Linked DNA regions of Sminthopsis crassicaudata: region 1 is linked to region 2. The links are chromatin contacts, called in public Hi-C maps. All regions are on one chromosome and are shown on one strand. The core of a region is the stretch at or near the end of the contact, and the rest is flanking DNA. Distances in the headings are between cores, read along the strand shown.

Region 1 (3,502 bases), core at 963-3,462, 140 kb before region 2:
TATCACTTACTTACCCATGCCCTTCAAGAGACTGACTAGGAAGAGACTATTAGGAGTTGGGTTTTAACAGAAATAGAAGGAAAAGGGTGGGTCACAAATTAATAATTAATATTAATTTCTCCCACTCTCTATCATAAGTTTCAAGTCTTTTTCCCTTTCAATCCATTCTCTACTTAGCTGTCAGTGAACTTCCTTAAGTGTACTTAAAAAGCTCCACTCTTCGACCACCTTCAGGATTAAATTCAAAATTCTCTGTTTGGCATTCAAAGATTTCCAATTTTCTTACACTTCACATCCCCGTACGATTGACCTCCTTGCTGTTTCTCAAACAAGAATCCCCATATCCTCATTCCAGACATTTTCCTTGGTTATCCTCCATATGCAATAGGATGCTCTCATTCATCTCTACCTCCTGGCTTCACTGACTTCAAATCTCAGCAAAAAATGTCACCTCTTATAAAACATTTCCTGGATCCCACCTCCGTCCTCCTTAACGCTACCATCTTCCCTCTACTATCTGCAATCTATCTTTCAAATATCTTGTTTGTATAGCGGCTGTCTTTTTTCTATTTTTGTATCTTCAAGGCACATCAGGTATCCCTAGTACCTAGCACATGGTGCTTAATAAATGTTTATGACTAACAAAATATAAAATATGTACAAATATTTTATGGAAAATAACCATAAAGGAGAAAAGCTCTAATAGCTGGGAGAACCTGGAATGGTTTACTGTTTTGTTCTGTTTTGTTTTAGGCCAGAGCTACAATTCTCTCATTTAAAAAGCCCTTCGTTTTCCCAATGCAGATCAAAACCTGCTTGGCAACTTGCAGTTTGGGGGAATTGCATGGGACACTGAGATTTAAGTGATGCTCCCAGGATCATACAATCAGTCCAAACAGAAGTCTTTCTGACCCAAATTAAGCTCTCTCCATCAGGTCACAATTAACAACACTCTAACCAAAGGAAACAGAAAATTTTTAAGGTGTGTTTGAGGGAAAATTAGGCACATTTTGAGTTCTGAATCATGAAGAATTATGCTCCTACACTGATCTCCTGGTGTCACTGAGAAAACCAGTCTATAATTTCATGCTCTTTATGAATTTGATGTTTATTTAGGTGGGTGTCTAGGAAAAAAACAGAACCTTCGAAAATTCTAAAGTCTTAAATGCATACAAATGCAAGGTTATCCGAACAAGGAAAGATTCCACCGTGTAATGTAAAGAGCGTAGACCTTGGAATCAGGTCTGGGTTTCTGTCCCGATTGGGCCATTTCAGCTCTCCTGAGGCAAACCCGAGCCAATTCCACTAGGTTTGTAAGATTGTTGATTGTTAAAATTTTCACTGTACATTAGCATTCACATCTCTGAAATCTGAAAACGTTTTTATCGTTTTGTTCTTTGCTTAAATTTTAAAAAGTGATTGGAGGGGAAATATGCCAAAAATGCAGATTAGACTTAAAAACAAGTTTTAATTTTTTTTCTCCTCAGATGCTTGGTTCTTTCACACGCAAATGGACAGCCACCTAACAACAATGTATTTTTAGAGCGCTCTCGGAACACATAGCTAGGTGCCTAAAAATCACGGCAGTCGAAATCTGTCTAGGAAAATTCCAAAGCGGAATTCCTTCCTTAAAAAAAAAAAAAGTCACTTTTCCAGGGAAAGGCACTCTGACTAGGGATCCTGCACTTCATGAATGAATGATCACGGAAAAGCGCTTCCGGGGACAAAGCGGGGAGCGTCTTTCTAATGTTCAGTCAACGTTCTACTTTTCGGCCTAGAGAAGCCAACTCGTGACGAGCGCAGACTGCAAACGAAGCAAGAGAAGAAAGAGCTCGGTTCCGCCATCCGGCTCCCGCACGCCTCCCTCTTCCCTTTCCCTGGAAAGCACTCTCCGCCCCCTGGATGCCTCCTTTTTGCTCCCAGAACGCGCTTCCCCCTCGCTGGGACGCGCCCGCCAGCGTCGCACCACGTGACGGCAACGGCGACGGGCAAACCGGGCGAGGGGCCTCTACCTCTCTCTTAGTCCCTCCCTCCCGGCCGGCTCCGCAGCGCCGCGCAGGCGCCCCGAGGGCCGCGCCGAGTGAGCCCCTCCCGCTCTCTCTCGAGGAGTCAAAATGGCGGCGAGGGGAACCCGAAGCAGTCGCGGATCCCGAGCCTGTGTGTGACTGGAGCGGAGAGGGCGACGGCGGCGGCGGCGGCGGCGGGAGGAGGATGGCCGGGAGTGCCAGCGCCGGGGCGGACGGCGGCGCTGGGGGAGGCGGCGGCGGCGGCGGCGGGGGTGACGGCAGCGGGAGCAGCGGCAGCGGCGGGAGGAGCTTGCGGGGTAAGGGTCCTCTCTCGGTCGAGCTGAGGCGGAGAGCGGGGCCGGTTGGGCGACGGGCGCCTTGGACGTCCGGGATGGGCGAAGGGGCGTGCAGCAGCGGGGCTCTGGGGAGGGGAGCGGGACAGAATCGGAGCGGAGGAGGCGGCGCTCCCTTCCGAGCCCGGCTCGCTGCTGTCGGGGTCCGGGGCTCCAGTTGGGGGATGGAGGGGAGCGTGGTTCTCGCCGGCGGCTATGCTCGGGGTCTAGGGGCGGAGGAGACCGAGGGGGCGCTGGGCGAGCGTGGAAGTCCGGTCTTCCGAGATGAGCGCGAGGGCTGGGGGAGGGGTGTGGACCCCGGAAGGTTTCTTTGATTCTCCGGATAAAGGTGGTCCTTGGGACACTAGGAGGGGCGGGAGGAGGGTAGAAGTTGGATCGTTGTCCCCTCGAGTCCCCGCTGGGGGGTCCAGCTGGAGCTGGGTTTTGACAGGTGGGAGAGGGAGGAAGGAGGAGGAATCCAGATGAAGCTTTGAGGGCAGCCAGGGAGCACTTGAGGTACGGCTAATGTTCCAGTCTTTCACGGTCTCGGCAGCCTAGGATCCCAGCTCGTCCAGGGAATGAGAACTTTCCTACCATTCCTGGAAGAGCCCCGAAAGCGCCTGCTGCTCTTTCCTTCTCTTAGTGTTAGCATCCAGGCACTAATATACCACGGTGATAGGTACTTTTAGGCCTAATTTACGGAGGAAAAGCTCGGCAGTCTGTCTGAACACTCAGAGCCGTGCTGAGAGCGCTAACGTGACTAGAATTTGCCTCTTTCCCCGGGGTCTTGAGCATTTTCAGTTAACTGAATCGTCATCTTTTGTTCCCAAATATCAACTATATATTTTAACTTGATGGAATTGGTGACTTTTTTCTCCGGAGAACTGGGAGAAGAGCTTTCCAAACTTTAAGAATATGTGAAAGAGTGATAGGTACATGGCAGGATGTTAGAACTAGCTGAAATCCTTAGTACACCCGTTTCATCTTACACATGAAGTAAACCAGAGGTTGGGACTTGCTTAGGGTTGAAGAGCTGGCTGGCGGTCCGGTCGGTTGGGCAAGCACTAAAATCAGGTCTCCATTACAGTGTTCTTTCCATTCCACCACCTTATCTTTGTGTTTAAAATACTACTTTTCTTTGATATTTCTGTGTGTGTGTGTCTG
Region 2 (3,735 bases), core at 553-3,052:
AAAGTGACACCAGGAATAAGAAATATCGGAACCCAGGATCCCAGCTAAGGTGAGGAAGACTAAAGGCTAGAAGGTCCTAAGGGAAGGATGATTTTGGGGAAAAGGCAGTGGAGAAGATAATGTTGAGGGGCTGAAGTGGGGGCAACCTACCGATGAAAGGAATGGAATAGATAAAACATAAATAGAAGGTGCCTTGGGAAGGGAATAGAAGTAGTGAGGAATGACCGGGGGAAAAATAAATTGGGGGATCCAGAAAAGGAATGAGGCCACACTGACAAGAATGGTAAAGAGGACCAAAAATGAGGAAACCCCGTGCATTTTCACTGGTTTTGGATGCTCTCCCTTCAAGTCTTAAGAATTCAAGCTAAAATAATCACCTTTTGCAAGCAGCTTTTCCTGATCCCCTTAATCCTAGTGTCTTCCCTGGAAATTATTTACACTTTATTCGGTACATGGTAGTTAACAAATTGTTGTCTCCGGTCAACAAGCATTTATTAAGTGCCCACTTTGCTCCAGGCACTGTGCTCAGCGGCAAAGGCCTGTCTTTGCCTATCTTTGGCTCAGAAGGGCAAAAGCAACCTGGTGGTGTAACGTCCTCGGGGGAAGGACCGAGGCGTTTTTTGTCTTTCCTTCGTACCGCGCCTGCAACACCGGGGCTTAGTAACTGCTTGATGTGAAGGAAAAAGGATATTTGAAAAAAAGATCCTGGAAGGCAGAAAAGCCTCTACAAGAGAAAGAAGGGCGGTCTTGCACAGGAATGAGAGGATTTCTAAGTGGAAACGAGGAAAGTTGTTAAGGATGGAGACAGAGTCAGATGGAAAGGAAAGTTGGGGATGTAGGTTGGAACCAGGAAAAAAGACTGAGAAGGGGGACTGGTGCGAATGAGAAGTTAGGTTAGGAACGGGAGTAGGCTGGGGACTAGGGAAACCTGGGGAACGGGAGGTTCGGGTTGGGAACGAGACACATTGGGAAGGGCGGGGCAAGATGGCAAAGGGGGGTCGAGCTGGGAATTAGGAAACCCCGGACACCAAAGTGGGAGGAGAATTTTGAAGGGGGAAGAGCAGGTCAAGCGCGGGGACAGGGACGCCCAAAAGGAGAAGTGAACTGGCAAAGAATGGGGGGGGGGGAATCTCCGCAGAGAGAACGGGCCGGGAAGAGAGGGATGCTCGGGGCAGAGAACGAGCCGAGAACAGGCGCGAGGAGGGGGGCGTGCAGGGGAGGATCCAGAATGATCTCAGGAAATTTTGGAAGGGAGAACAGGCCGGGGGCCTGAAGCAGTCCAAATTCAGTCTGCGGAACGATCAAGAGGGCGGAAGGCGGAGGGCTGGCGGACTTGTGTGGGAGGGGGTCGAGAGCTCCACAATTTCTGCCCCTGCCCCCCCCCCCCCGCCCACCTGCGAGTAGGAGCACTTCTCGGAGTCGCTGCCGCCCAGCACCGCACAGGCCTCGTTCTCCAGTTCTTCATCCTCCTCTAATACATCCACCAACGACACCACCGGCTCCTGTTCGGCTGGCCGACCCCCGCTTCGCTCGGCTCCCGCCATACTCAACTGTCAGCCGGCAGGCCCGGGGCTCAGCATCGGGGGCGGCGGGAAAACTGCGCGCGAGGGGTGTACCCGGAGGTGACGGAACCCCGCCCCTTCGCTTCCTGAAACCAATCAGAGTCAGGAGGAGAAGGCGGGGAGCTGCGGAGGAGAACGGAGGCGCCGATTGCGGAAGCGGAAGCCCAGGGAAGGCGGGAGACACGAAATGCGCAGGCTTCTTTTTTTGTTGTTGTTATTGCTTATCCCCGCCCCTTTCCCTCCCCTCTCCCGAACCATTCCCCACTCCCCTCCCCCTAGCGGCTGTGGCAGTGATTGCTTCCGTTTCCGGGTCGCTCCGGTGGCGGGTAGTTGAAGAACTGTCGTCATGGAGCTGCTCGGAGAGTTTGTAGGACGAGACGGGCAGCAGCAACAGATCCGAATAACTTGCGAGGGGCCGAGTGAGTCTGGTCGCTTCCAGGGACTGCTTTCTGGATTGGCGCAGATGAGGGAGCGGGTAACCGAGCTCCTCAGTACCGTGGAAGGAAAGGATGAGCAGGACGCGGCTGGAGGCTCCGCCTCAGTCTCGGAGGGTGAGCTAGATGACGGCCGCTGCGGCTCTGTTGTCCTGACAACGGCGGGGGCGCTTTGTGCAAGCGGGAGGGGGTGGGGGAAGAGGAGGAGATGGTTGACGGGGAGGTGGAGAAGGCCGGGCTGAGGCCGGACTGTGCACGCTCCAGAAGGGCTCATGTTGACCTCTGTTGACGGGGTGTGGTAACTGCGTGAGGAGAGAAGGGTGAACTTAAAATTCGGACTCAAAAATGTTGGAGGGCCTTTAATTCTTGAACTCTCCGCTCTCCCTGTACTCAGTGTTGTATTTGTATTTAATCGGACTTATTTTGACTTTTTAGGCCTTTATGTCCATTCTTTGGGGGAGATGATAATTGAAAAAAATGTAATTGCAAACATGTAGAATATATTAAGACTTCCTCAAAAAGCTTAAAAAAGGACAACCTTGGAAGTCCAAAGTGCAAATATCCCCATTAAAAAAAAAACACAAAACAACAACAAACAAACAAAAAAAACATGAGAAAGCCAAGATGTAGAAAGCAAAAAGGCACGAAGCTCATAGGTGGCGAGGGGACTCAAATGTTGTTCCTCTGACACCAAATCCTTTGCTCTTTCCACTATACAAAGTAGATATTATTTATTGAATAGCTTCAATGATGGCACAGTGTAGTACTTGTGAGCATTTATTATGGTGAAATGTATACATAAAGTGTCTATTATAGCATAGTAAGGTTCTTAGAGCATCTAAATACTCCCCCATGCAAAACTGATTTACTGAGCATCTACAGAGTAAAGTGTGCCATACTTAGAACTCTACCATGATGAAGTATAGATGCTCCAAGCACGAAAGTGTATTTTAGTAGATGCTCAATAAAGCAACCTTATATGAGGGGAAGAGTAATTATTGGGAAGAGACCTTCAGAGTTATCCAGCCTTGCCCTCCCCCCACCTTTTTTTTTCTGAGGCAATTGGGGTTTAGTGACTTGCACAGGGTCACACAGCTTAGAAAGTGTTAAGTGTCTGAGGTTAAATTTGGACTCAGGTCCTCCTGACTTCAGGGCTGGTGCACCTAGCTGCCCCCTTGCCCTTAATTTTACTAGCTAAGAAAGTGATCTAGAGAACAGAAATGACTTGTCTAAATAGAATTTAAGATTCAGATCCAGGGTTCTGACTCTAAATCCAGGTTTGTTTTTTTTCCAATATGCCACTAAAATACTTAATTTTTTTTTTAATCTTCAGGAGCCTGAACATATCACTTTATCCCTGACCTTGACCTGGAAGTCCCTACCCCACCTCCCCAGGGGCTGGGAGATGAGGTTAACATTCTTTCCAGATCCTCCTACTACGTATACCCCTTATCCTTCTTGCTGCTTATGTCACAAGACACTTAAACCTTAGCTCCTTAGGAGAAGTTAATATTTATGAAGTTATTAGTCCTGTGTACTCTAGCTAAGCTGTGGCCTTTGCCCTACTTTGAACTCTTCTTACTATACACCTAGTTCCATCCAATTTTACTAGTTTTAACAGGTTTCTGGAGCTCCTCTGCTCTAGACTACTTTCAACCCCAAACTTCTGATTTTCCTCCACTATGGGAACATAGCTATTGTTTCTCATGCTCATTGTCTGGTCATTTTATTTGCCAGCT

The links. A called contact is a pair of places that touch in the nucleus more often than the background predicts.
Region 1: a contact with region 2 is called in a Hi-C map of hippocampus, with 6 times the contacts expected there. The contact joins the promoter of BTBD7 here to the promoter of GON7 in region 2. A contact is called at or near these places in 2 of 2 Hi-C or Micro-C datasets (fibroblasts and hippocampus).

The regions. Positions count from the first base shown.
Region 1 is chr2:290,423,989-290,427,490 of ASM4859323v1, reverse strand. BTBD7 (BTB domain containing 7) reads left to right here and starts at 2,212. Exons shown (of 11, transcript XM_074289675.1): 1 at 2,212-2,323.
Region 2 is chr2:290,280,812-290,284,546 of ASM4859323v1, reverse strand. GON7 (GON7 subunit of KEOPS complex) reads left to right here and starts at 1,802. Exons shown (of 3, transcript XM_074289667.1): 1 at 1,802-2,113. The coding sequence starts at 1,909. It overlaps UBR7 (ubiquitin protein ligase E3 component n-recognin 7), which reads right to left and starts at 1,640. Exons shown (of 11, transcript XM_074289659.1): 1 at 1,395-1,640. The coding sequence starts at 1,544.